2 separate regions of the Mus musculus genome follow, and region 1 is linked to region 2. A link is a contact called in public Hi-C data. All regions are on one chromosome and are shown on one strand. Each heading gives the region's core, a stretch centred on a gene start, on an enhancer-like site or on the middle of the called end of the contact. The rest is flanking DNA. Distances are from core to core; before and after follow the strand shown.

Evidence for each region. A called contact is a pair of places that touch in the nucleus more often than the background predicts.
Region 1: a Hi-C map of embryonic stem cells shows a contact between it and region 2, with 2.5 times the contacts expected there. The contact joins the promoter of Ttc29 here to the enhancer-like site in region 2. A contact is called at or near these places in 12 of 39 promoter capture datasets (the 3T3-L1 cell line, 3T3-L1-derived adipocytes, the C10 cell line and 7 more), 3 of 15 datasets of contacts at CTCF or cohesin (the G1E-ER4 cell line, embryonic stem cells and stem cell-derived epiblast-like cells), 71 of 484 Hi-C or Micro-C datasets (ECoMG myeloid progenitors, ECoMG-derived neutrophils, the G1E-ER4 cell line and 23 more), 16 of 115 datasets of contacts at active chromatin or transcription factors (acute myeloid leukemia, astrocytes, bone marrow-derived dendritic cells and 2 more) and 3 of 9 other capture datasets (embryonic stem cells, liver and pancreatic islet).

What each region holds. Positions count from the first base shown.
Region 1 is chr8:78,211,584-78,217,734 of GRCm38.p6, forward strand. It overlaps Ttc29 (tetratricopeptide repeat domain 29), which reads left to right and starts at 1,759. Exons shown (of 14, transcript NM_183096.3): 1 at 1,759-1,965; 2 at 2,425-2,488. Gm39202 (a long non-coding RNA gene) reads right to left here and starts at 1,710. Exons shown (of 3, transcript XR_878950.3): 1 at 1,267-1,710.
Region 2 is chr8:78,064,121-78,070,812 of GRCm38.p6, forward strand. No RefSeq gene overlaps it. Among named protein-coding and RNA genes, the nearest start is that of Gm6360, 5.0 kb to the right of the region's middle. Within about 2 kb of position 4,626, at least 7 of the 459 cell types and tissues checked have an H3K27ac peak or open chromatin away from gene starts, as enhancers often do. A contact at or near this core is called in embryonic stem cells, where this site is marked.

The sequences.
Region 1 (6,151 bases), core at 509-3,008, 140 kb after region 2:
TGGCCAATGAAATGTGAGAGAAAGCTGTTGCTTTTATTCTAAATGAAGCCTTTGAAGCCAATGAGCAATTTTCCTCCATCATCATCTCTCCACAGGCTAGGCATGCCCTGGCAGCAGTCCCTTCAGCCCAGGTCTGCTATGACAGTAGCAAAGAGTAGAACCCAAGGCTGACTTGTGACAGCACACAGCATAATTCAGAAATGGCTTTGATGTTTTAGGCAACTAAGGCTTGTGACTGTCATTGACAACATAGATCTTCTTAGTAGATCACCAACACAGGAGGGACAAGGAAATGGGTTTCCAGGGTCTCATCACTACTTCTGGGAATGGCAAATGTAAAAGGATACTTTCTAAGTACCAAAGGTGTACATTTTTATCAATGTTTGTAGGGAAAAGTCAGACAATGTCATCCCCAAAAGAACTCAGATTGCCTAGAATATTCTTTCTTCAGTGTTGCAAGGGGACACATGCAATAAAACACCGGAGTCAAAACAGGAGGCCTCAGGGAAACTTTCCTATCAGGATTGAGAGCGGGATGTCACACTGTATTGAGATCTATTATGGGAAGTGGTTAGGATGTGGTGGCATCCACTGGAGGATTAGAATTTGCATTTGAAGAGAGTTTTAACTTATCCTAAATACCCATCTTCAGAGCACAGATCAGAAGATACTCTGGATATCGTAGGTAAGTAACAGCTTTAAGTGGTCATCTGTATCTTCTCCCACTCCACTTTGAATTCTAGACAGGGAAGAGAGAATCAATTGGAGGAATTTCTGTCTTCCCTGTCAATCATTCATTTAATTAAAAATCCTGTGTGAATACATACCACATTCCTGTCCCCATGCTATTACAGGACAAGAGAAAGGAAAGACAAAAACGCACATTTAGCTGACACTTTCGGGGAAGATAGGCTCATAGTAAAGACATCTATAAGTGAAAAGAATAAAGTGAGATTAATTTTATGTGGGTAAAGATCGGCATGTCCTTAAGTCCTCAGTACTTTCAGAAGGGTCCAAGTCCCTTGAGAAAAAAAAAAAAAAAAAAAAAACTAGCTGAAGCCAGCAACATTCACTTGGAGGAAACTGTTTCCCCTTTATTTTTGTTTGAGTTTTCTTTCATTTGCAAAGATCTATCTCTAAGGAACCTCATGTTCAGCACAAGATCAGTCATAGACTTTCCAGAGAGTTAGGAACAGCAAGCGGGGAGAATAAATACAAACAAGCGAGAGAGAGAGTTTTCTAGACCTCTAACTCAGAGATCTTTACCTGTGAGATGACAGCAAATAGAACTCACAAACACTCGTGCAGAAAATCAGCAGAGAGCAGAGTCCGGGAGAGAATTCACACGGGTCAAATGGAGTTACTTTAAAGCTACAAAATGAATTCCTGAGAACAGATGAGGCTCTCCTGGTGTAGACAAGAGATGGTGCTGGCTATAGGTAGTCACAATAATCAATTGCATATTCACAAGAAATAATTGAATGCATGGAAATACTGAAAAAAGGAAACAACTCAGGGGCATTCAGAAGGCCCTTGGATTGTGGGAATTTCTCTGGCGGGTTCACTGGAGGAACCAGATCCTCTTGCAGGCCACGCCCACTCACTAACAGGCCCACTCTCCAAGCACCGCCCCCTCACTTGAAGAGTCTTGGAGCTGACCAATCCTAAAGCCCATTTTAGCCTAACTACGCCTCCATCTGGCCCGCCGAGCCCCTCTGTTTCCATGGAGACGCTTTCAGCGTCCCCTGTCTGCACCAAGCCAGGCCAACAATCTGGGATGAGAGTACCGCGCCCAGCACCCACCGCCTGCAGAAGCTTAGTCAGGGACACAGAATCACAGGCCCAGAGCTAGTTTTCTAAGGTTTGTGGGGCAAGGCTGGGGACAGGACCTGGTCAGCTCCCAGAAGAGTGGGCGGCTCTTCCTTTCCAAGAACCCCTTCTTCCATTACTTGGGCCCCAGCTTGGGTAAGAGGAGAGAAAAGGCCCTCTCCACTCATCCCCCCAAATCAATTCCCTCGCAGAAGGCGCTCTTCTTGCCCCTTGGACCTTGGTGGGCCAAGAAAAACCAAACCTCTCTAGGCACAGCAGACCTGTTCCGAGGTGGGTGGAAACAGAAGGATCAGCTGTCATTAAAAACATCTCGGGCTCACAAATGTCAGAGAAAGAACCATCCTGAACCATATTGGAGTTTCAGATGTTTGGGGTGGGGTGGGGGGCATTTTGTTGAATTAGTGATTAGTTTCCTAGTGTCTAACTGGGATGTTTTACTTTTTAGTTCATTTAAATATATGATATATGCTGGGTGCACAGTACTGCTACTTAATTATCCACTGGTGTGAGTGAGCCTTGTTTCTTGACATGAGGAGCACAGAGGAATTATTTTGCTAGGTATTTAAACATTTTTTTCTCTTTTCTTTGCTGTAGTATTTTGCTTACAGAATTTTCAGACAGGCCTCTAAGAGCCCAGAGCAATCGGTTATCTGCAAATGTAAGTTGGATAAAATGTGCCTTACCGTCTAAGGCTTTCCCTACCTGATGTTTTGATTGCATTACTACTAAATGTTAGGTGGTGGGAAATGTGTGGTTACTATTTATTTCACAACCCATCCAGCTGTCTACCACAACATGCTAGGAGTATCCAAAATTTCAAACTTATTTATGTGAGCTTGTTTTTCAATCATGTAAAAATAGTCTACTAAATGTATCCTGTGGTTCCCTTCATGTTTTTGGAGCTAAAGAATTCTTATATAAAAAGTTCTGAATCATAAGAATGACTTTGTATCATAGAGGGGGGAGATCATATTTATTTTGAATTTCTCAGTGATGCATAATCATTTCTCTGCTGGGTCTGTTGGCTCCATTTCCCTCATCTCAGCTTTCACCGTCACAGTGGCTGGACCTGGAAATGCAGTCATTAAGACTCGTCCCTCTCTGAACTGCCACTGCAGAGGACACAGTCATCTGCTCTCCTTTTGTGGATCCTGTTGGGGACATGTCAAGGGGGAGTGGGCACAAGGGTTACACTTTGAAGAGTTTCACTTGGGAGCCAGAAATGTAAACTCCCACCACGGGACACATACAGCCTGACCCAGAACTCTCAAACCTTTCTCCCCTGCTTCTCCATTCTCATTTGTCTTTGTACATGGGGGCCAAACTCAGAGGCTGTAACTGCAGCTGATGTGAGTGCCAACCAGCAGATCAAAGGATGTGCCAAATCTTTTCTGAATACCAACTGTAGAATGGCTCCAGGCAGCCTTTTGATCTCTGCCTCAGCCACGTGTAGCACTGCCCGTTCACTGGCATTGGAGAGGAGGGGGAAATGCCCCCTGGGTCCTCCCTAGTGCACTGCTTCAGCCTGGGTTCCAGGGCCTGAGTACATTTTGGTACCAGCTTCAGAGGTTCCCTCCCTCTCTCTCACTGAGTGATTGCCTGCCTGCAGCTTTCTTCTGTAGGGATGAGTTGGGGTGGACCCGATGGCCAAGGGTTGAGGGCGGCTTCCATTTTTACTGCTGACCTAGGCCAGGTAGTGCACAGCAGGAATGGACTAAGTTCCTTATTGCTGAGCTGAAGTTAGGACAGCGAGGGCTGGGAATCATGGGAAAATGACTCAAGTCGCATTAATAGTGAACAGGGGCTTTTGTCACTCTAAAACAGAACAAGCCTGAAATGAGAGCTTCCTCCACACACTGGCATTCCCTTCCTCTTCTTCTGTCCTCCTCTGCTGCTGTTACTTGTGGGAATGTAGCTACTTCCTGCCTTAATAAAAAGAAACATAAGATCAAACTTATAAGGCATCAAAGAGAGGAAAATAATTTGGTACAGGAACACCCTGAATATTGAGTGTATTTCAAATGCCACATGAAGCCTGTAATTCAAACTACACACTTTTATTGTATAAATAGACGAAGTGGCAACCACCCACTGATTACAGAAAATAAAATACCTTTGCTTAGCAATCATAGGCAAGGTAGGATGTGGGTTGAGACCAAGGAGAGAGAGCCTGCCAGACATCCACCCCAAGGCTTAGCTTCCATTCTCCAGCGCAGATGGGTCGAGTGAGGTTTCTCCAGCATGCAGTTAATAACTTTTCCCCCCACGTTATAATTCAGCTCTGACCACCCCTCATTCAGAGTTTGTGCCTTGAGGCTTGCCAGCAGGGCTTGCAATACTTACATTAAACTAAATTTAAGAGTAAAGGTGTTCCCGCTGCTCCTGCTCTCAGATCAGAGGAGAGCAAAATGAAGGAGCTGGCAGCTGAAACTTTAATGCTGGAATCGTTGACTTACAATATGAAAAAAAAATTGCAGTTGATATGTGTGACAACGAAGCCACAGATTCGTTCCCGAGTATATCATTTGCATTTGATTTCATTATATGCTTATATTTTCTGGAAAATTTTAGCTAGCCCACTTGTTTTTTTGTATAACATACAGGAAGGCCCATTTTGAGGGGTGGCAAGGTGGAGTATATGGGCCATATCAGAACTCTTTGACACTGCCGCATCGCGCATACATAACTGAGTCTGTCTGGTATGTGAGAAACTCCTTGGTGAATCTTTTAAAGGCCTCTATATCTACTCAGACTCCTTGGCTCCATAGACCATCCTGTAATGCCCTGGAAAGCAGAATGGGGCCTCAGTATGCATTCCCTCTGAAACATGGAGTATGCTGAATGGAGGGTGTGGTAGCTCTTGGTGTCTTTATTCCCCTTAGAAACCCATTAGTTGGGGACTTAAAACTGAATTCACTCCACTGTACTTCATAATGCTGAATACTCTGCAATAAAGGTTTCATGGATTCTGGTGTAAGCTTCTGTAAAGGCTAGGGGAGCCTTTTGGTGTTCCTTTAAGTACATCCATGAGAATTAACTTTCTATCACATGTTATGTTCAAGACTTCGATTTAATAAATTCTGGGCATCCAGATAAACCAACTTGATATAACTTTTGATCAGAAAAAAAAAAAGATCTTTTTGAGTTACAAAGCTAATATATTATGAAGTTATCCCTTGTAATTACCATTCACTTCTGTTGCTTATTCTGCAGAAAAACTACTTTCTGTTCAGACTGTGTGCTTTAACTGTGCAGCTAAGCATTTGCATAGCTATATGCACATGTTATAAAAACATAGAATATGTTTATGATTCATGCAGTTAATCATGTCATAAACAGGGTAATAAGATTCTAATGTATCAGAAATAAAATACTAATCTGTATTTAAATTATCTCTTTAATTATGCAGAAATACTTTAGTCTGATGTGATAATTGTTCTTAGAAACATGAGATCAAACCTATCGAACTGACTTTCACAAGCCTTCCTGTGTAGTCTTGGTGTCCCCCTACCCTATCCCAGGCCCATGGGTATCTTAGCAGTTCACTGTCTGTAGACGGCTCTGTCACAGGTCTGACTACATCTCCTCCCACATACCTCTCCTGCCAGATTTCATAGATGCCTCAACAGTAGTCCTTCTGCATCCTGGCATTCCTTTCCGTGTCTTAATCTCAGAAGAATCAGAGTAAACCTTTCAAAGTGAAGCTGAAAGTGTGTCACCCCAAAGGAACCAGGGTGGATCCTGGTATCTGGAAGACCTACAGTAGAAAGAGTATCACGTCAATAAAGAAAACACGAGAGTTTCTACGGTAGCTTCAAGACTCCCTAAGTTTAACAGTGTCTTCTTGTCTCATGTGTCCTCCACTGTTGCTTAGCACTTGTGTTGTATTTCGTCTATGAAGTTTTTTTTTTATCACCATATGATGCTCTGTCTATTTTGCTCATGTAACTGATGTCTACTTTTTTGAGTGTCCACTCCCATAAGGGAAATGTCATGAGGTCAGAGATTTTTGTCTTTTTTTGCTGGATGGTGTCTTCAGCACCTAGGACAGTGTCACAAAGTAGTGGTTCCATAAATAATCTGTTGACTATTGGGACCTGAGTTGATGGCTTTGCTTCAGATCACACATGTATTAAACGTGGGTGACAAGTGATTTGAAACTTAGAAACAGCCTTTCAGGTAGCTGATGAAGGGAGGGAGTACTGCCATGCTGGTACACATGGCAGTGATGGTGTCAGTAACATTTGGCCTTTTTAATGTCTCCATACTTAGGTAGAAGGTGGACTCTTGCACCAAGAGCCTTGTCACCATAGATACCCTT
Region 2 (6,692 bases), core at 3,376-5,875:
TTAAAACTACTTTAAAAGGAGAGGGGATGTTCAGGAAGGGTGCCGGGAGGTCCTCCGAATTTAGAAGACTCTTGAGTTTTAAATACCACAAACCCTGTCCTGGTTTTCGAATGTTTACCTTTCTGCAAAGCTGGCCCACAGAGTACCTTCTCGCTTCAAAAGAAAATCCTGGCACCTGGAAGATCGGCCTGACAGTGAGCATTAAAATGGCTTGTTTAATGAGCAGTGTGACTGAACCACGCAAGGAACGCTGGGGACTCTCTCCCCCGTGTTTACAGTTTGTTATGCCGTGTGCTTCCAGTGTCCCTTATTTTGACAAGCTATCCAAAAGTTTGGAATGAGGATGGGCATTTTTTTATTTTTATTTTTATTTTTCAAAACCTGATTGCTAAAAAAGCAAAGGTGCGTCTGCTTACCGGCTCGCGTGGAGCAGGAGCTGCGCCATTAAGGGAGAAAACTTGGCAGGAGAAGAGCACAGGAGACTGGAGAAGCCTGTGTATTACTGATGAGCATGGCCATGGTAAATAAATGCATATGCTCTGAGAGCGTCGGGCCAGCCGCCATGTTGTAAGGACATTTCCTACCTTGTAGGTAATCTCCGTTCTTGGGTCTGGAGGCTCTGGTCTTCCGCGTTTAAGTGCTTGTCACTTTTTCTGTTCCTTCCTCCTGCTCTCGGTGGCCAACACGCACCTTTGTTTCTGCACAGAATTGTCGGAATCTGGAAGATTGTTTTCTCTAGACGTCTTACTTAAGTTTCCCTTCATAAATATAATTACTGTTCTTTCTATAAAAATGGGGGGGGGGAGGCACACTTTATTTTTTGCTAGGACCAAAATGTAGATTCTTTTCTGTATATGTTTGTCATATTTTTTTTTTAATTAAAGTATGGACTTGCTTCTCACTAAGTTCAATTTTCTGTTCCCAATGATTTTTAAGTATGCCATTATCCCATAATTATGGAGTGATTAGCTGAAAATAAGATGATTTGAAATCATTAGTATTTCATTAAAGGAAACTCCAGATATAATTTTTTTTTTATTTTTTATTTTTCGAGACAGGGTTTCTCTGTATAGCCCTGGCTGTCCTGGAACTCACTTTGTAGACCAGGCTGTCCTCACACTCAGAAATCCGCCTGCCTCTGCCTCCCAAGTGCTGGGATTAAAGGCGTGTGCCACCACACCCGGCTCTCCAGATATAATTTTAAAATTCATTCATGAAATATAGTATAAACCCAAGCTGAAGAATTCTAACTTTTGTGGCTATCTAGTAGACAGTGAAATTGCCTCTCCTACAAATAGGTTTTTATCATCTCCTGCTTGATAGAATCAGATGCATTGGTTTACAGAGTTTGGGCCATACTGCAAATGCCTGACTAGGAGTAAGGCTGTTCCCTCCACAGATGCACAGGCAAGGGCCTGTCTCTTCCACAGATGAGCACACGAGGAGAGGGCTGATTCTATTGAGGTGTTACACTGTAGCTATCAAAGAGCAACTCTGTTTTCTCTAGACTAGGTCCTGTGTTTAGGTTCTAGATTTGCATTTGCACTGTAGCAAAGGAGGGGAGAGAGGATGGATACTGTGAGACTTTTAGAAGTTTCCAAGGTTGTGACACACTTGGTGGATTTAGTAATAGTTGGTGAAAGATCAGTTGCTTGAGCAGATAAACTCAAATAGGTCCAGAAGTACCACTGTGCAAGCAGACACTTTTAGCACAAAATAAGGTGTGTGAGGGTGCACACTTATTGTGTGTGAGTGTGTGGGTGTGGCTAGGAGAGAGAGAGAGAGAGAGAGAGAGAGAGAGCATGTGTGTATCTGAGTGAGTGACAGAGAAATGTTGAGTATTCATGTGTGATTGTGAGCATATGTGTGTTGTGTGTGTTCATCTCAGGGCTGTTTGTCTCTTTGGCACTTAGACCTAAGGGAGGAGGCAGACAGAACTGCCTTGCTCGACCCGTTTTTTTTTTTTTTTTTTTTTTTTTTTTGGTCAGGATGTGAGTGATTTATCTTCTAAAGAAAATGATAGGTCCCCAGGTGAGCGGGCAAAGATCTTGGAGCCTTTGGAGCAGAAAGGACCCCAAAAGCCCTGAGCTAAGACCTGTGGGGTGCAGAAAGGCTGATCGCGGTTGGGCCTGGTTTTCCAGGCTCCACCTCCACCGTGGGAGGCGCTGGCAGAGACAATGCCCTGGAGGCTCTTGTCCTTTGGGTTAGGATGGTCACCTTCTCTTCCCACTCACCGTCTTCTTCCCCTCTCTTCTCCTGGGGAACAGTTGTGGAATGAGTGTGGATTTTTGTTGGATTTGATTTAGGTAAGTGAGGCAAGCCTGCCGTGTAGGCCAGCCCTGCAGAGCGGGGGAGGGGGGGGGATGTGTCTGAACTTAACAGATGCCATTGCCTCCAAATGAGGGACTTCAGGAAGAGGCCGTGCTGTGGAAAACCTGTTACTCAGACTTTCAAGGCCAAGCTAGGCTGCTACTGACCTCAAATGTTACACAGGAGGAAAATACTTAATTATAGATGCCCACCCCACCCCATCAATTCTCTCTCTCTCCCTCCCTCCCTCCCTCCCTCCCTCCCTCCCTCTTTCCTTCCTTCCTTCCTTCCTTCCTTCCTTCCTTCCTTCCTTCCTTCCTTTCCTGCTTTCTTTCTCTCTGCTTTTCTTTCAGCTCTCATGAATTCTGGGAGTTGAACATTTTTCTTTCATCACACATGCTGCTGGGAGACTCACTTGCCACAGGGAAGGTAGCATAGACCACTAACTAGGCAGACAGCAAACTTTCAGTTCTTAAAAGACCAGGCTGGCATCCAAGTGCACACTCACCCACCAAAGTTGTGCGTGCATGCCTCATCTGTGAAAAAGAACTGATAATGAGCCGCCTCGTGGCCTGCTTTCCCATGCAGAGTGTGGGCAACGGCTGTGAAGACAGAACACTTAGGACCTTACCTTGCTCAGGGACACTTAATAGATGCCAGCCCGTTTGTTGTTCCATTAAAAGTATCATTCTTACTTATGGCTCTGGAAATCACAGGTGCTAGCCAAGCATTCTTTTTCTGAGCTATGTCTCAGACTGTTACAGTTGTCTATTTGTGACATAATAATATATTAGCAATAGTACACTGTCAGGCCCCAGGGGAAAACAGACCAAAGCACTTCTAAAACCCGACTCCGGGCCCCAGAGGTGCATGTTGCTAAGTACCCGCTGACCACTGAAGCATTGGAGGCATCAGGATTAAGAAGCATAGGTTGGACCTACACAGGAGCACTATCAGCCTGAAGAGTATGAGTGACCCAGAGTGGAGAGGCAGAGAAGCCGACTAACAAAGTGATACAGAGAAGGATGGAGTCTACATGCTGAAGGAAGTGTGGGCTGGCCAAAGGGTGTGTGCAAGGGAGGCTGGGACAGCCAGAGAGCCTGAAAGCTGTCGAGTGTCTAGCTATGAAAGTCTAGATGCTGCAGTGAGCAACTAGACCTTAATCCTAAATACTGTGGGCAAAGGAGAGCCTCCTTTCATCTGTTGGCTGAATGCAAGTAGCACTTGGTCTTGGAGAATGAGCCTAAAGAGGGCAGGGTTAGAGGGGGGGGGGCAGTAAATTGGCCACCTGAGAGCCTTGCTGGGGCACAGCGTAGGGTGGTGGTGGGTGGTATATGGAAAGCCAAATGTGTACCTTGTATCCTGCCATAGCTACAGAGCAGGGACTTGCTTTGTATATTTTAGAAATCTCCTTCCTTGTTCATGTCTTGCCTTTTAGCTCCTCTGTCCCAATATCAGTGATTTCTTTATCATTTTGTACCACAGTCTTTAAGCTTGACTTCGTAAAATCTTCCATGAGGTGAAGCCCGGGAAGAAGGAGAGAACAGAAAGATGGAAGAAAGAACACAGCCCAGTGATATTTCGAAATTGTTCTTCTTCCTTTAAATATATTTGTTGCAAAATAAAAGTGAGGTGTCTGTCTTGCATCCGGCACACACTTTCTTGTTGGACCAAATGTCATTGTAGCATGAAGTGCATTATAATTCCGTTGAGGACATACCCCAGATGACGATGACATTTTAGGACCAGCTCCAGCTTTCCTCCTTTGTTTAACACCTGACAGTGTGCACACCTGCGTGTTTAAGCGAGTGACAGTGTGTGCACACCTGCATGTTTGAGCGAGCGGGAGCAGCAGTCAGAACAAGTTTGTGAGCTCATTGCTTCTTCACGACGCAGGGGGTACAAGAGAAGATTTGCGCAGCCCTTGCCACTAAGCTGCACAATAGGTTACCTGGAGCCCTTTGAATTCAAACAAAGAAAGTCCTCAACCTGATTAGAATTAATCAACCCTGACTTGACTTTTCTGCTTCATCTTTGGAAAAACAAAGATGATACAGGTGGGCAGGCAGGACCCCTGACGGGTGTTAATGGGGGGTTTTCAAGTTTGTCTTGCTTTCCTTAAACTATTAAGAAAGAACAAAAAACACTACTTAGAATAGAATCAATTTTCAGGAAGGGAAGAAAGAAACCTGAGAATTTATTATTAAAGAAAGAAATAGAGCCAAGGTGGAGGGGAAAAAAAGGCCCTTCTCACATCTCCCGGCCAGGTGCTCTGTGCATATAAATGTTTCAAGTTGAGCTTTAAGATCAAGGGAAAGTCTGTAGGGAGCCTTGTTTCCTAGAGGTCTGCTGGCTGGAGCTGCTGCAGGATACAGGCTGCCCATTTTTATTTCGTCATTAAGGATTAAAGGAGACGAAGATTCTGGAATGGTAGCTCCTTGGTTTCCATTAACTTTGTACAAGACAGTAAAAAGCAACCTTCCAAGGGACGGTTTGCATATGGATTTCCGGCTATAAACTTACCTCCTTCCTGTCATCTTCTGAGTCTGTTTAACACAAAATTGCCCTGCCTCTCCTGAGCTCAACCAGCAAGAAAGCTGTCTTGTTGCAAAGACTGAGAATGTCTGTGCCTCTCAGAAAGCCTCCTGCTTTTCACAAGAGAGTGGAGGGAAGATGAAAAGAATTTCACATAAGATAGCTGGGTGCTCCCGATACTGTGAGTAGCAATTGCCTCCAAAAGCTCCTTACTGTTGCTCAAGTTCTCTGGGCATTCCATGTCTGAACACAAGATCGCAGGTGGAGCAACAAGGCATGTCCATAGTTTTAATTTTCTCTCTCTCTCTCTCTCTCTCTCTCTCTCTCTCTCTCTCTCTCTCTCTCTCTCTCTCCCCCTCCCTCCCTCCCTCCCTCCCTCCCGCCCTCCCTCCCTCCCTCCCTTCCTTCCTTCCTTCCTGTCTTTTTTTCTTTCTTTCTTTTTTTTCAGCTGTTTGTTTCATAGCCTTTTGTCAAAACTCAAGTGGGTCTGAATATACTCTTCTGAAGGCTAGTGACAAAGTAACATCCACCTATGGAGATGCTCCTCATTCCAGTACTACCCCTCACTTACAGAGAAAGTGCTGATGAAGAGCCTAGCTTTTAACAAAATGATGGCCCTGCTGTGATCCCAGCACTTGGGGACTGGGGAAGGAAGATCAGAAAGCCAAGGCCTGCCTGGGCCATGAAGTGAGTTCTAGCTCAGCCTGGGGAACTCAGGGAGACCTTGCCTCAAAATTTAAAGCCATTACATACTTGAGAAGTGACTCAGTGGTAGAGCTTCCTCAGCAAGGGCAGGCTCCAGAATCACTGCCCAGTGTCAGGGCAAAAACAAAGGAATAACAAGATGATTTCTTATTTAATCCAAGCAACCTTTACAGGAGACTTAGAGTTTGTGCAAATGTATACTGTCTGTTGTCAACACTTTTAAACATCAGTCTCAAAAACTTCAACATGGAGATCAAAAGTCTAAAGAAGCCAAGTGACTGTCCCTGGCGCATGGACCCCAGCTGACAGGGAAACCTGTATTCTCCAGCTCCAGCTCCTGGGGTATGGAGCGAGATTACCGTGACGTTAATAACTCACATTTTCCATCACTTATTCTCAGGTGTCACAGCACAGAAGCAGATCATATGATACAGACGATCAAAGATAGCAAGGACAGCACGGAACATCTCAAACAGAAATCCTTGCATCATCTACCACATTTTTATGTCCATGATTATTTAGCATCATGGTTATTTTAAAAGTTGTCATTGATATTGACACGTTCATAGTCATTGCTACTTATTAATGCGCATAGTTACAGATACTCATACTCTTACCTACTGGTTATACTTATTTTCTGCTAAAGCGCATGCTCGTTCCCTGGGAGACCGAGTAATGACATACATACAGATACTGAAGGAAATTTTAGTATATGTACAGTCAACCTTGACCTCCTATGAGGCACACTTGAAGCTCCTTGAGCTTTGAAGACGTTTTAAAATTATTTTTAAAATTATGGGCATGTATGTGTGTGTATTTGTGTATGTGTGCATGTGTGTGTTGTGTGCCTGTGTGTGTTCATGACTGAGGCTGTTCCCAGCTCCCTCTCTCTGTTTTGAAGTGTTCCCATGTGCCCTTCTCTAGTCTATGACTTGGTGGGCAGGGATGGGGGTAGGGGTTGGAAGGGGGAGGAATCAGAGAATCTGGACCCAAGATTAGCCCTGTGTTCAGATGAGTGAATTTTCTGTCTCTTTATTATTTCACTGAATCTTAGGGAAAAGTCACCACATTTTTCTGGGCACAGAAGTTAGAGGAAATTGGGTGTAGTTTGGTCATGACACTTGCAATATTTTTCTCAAGCA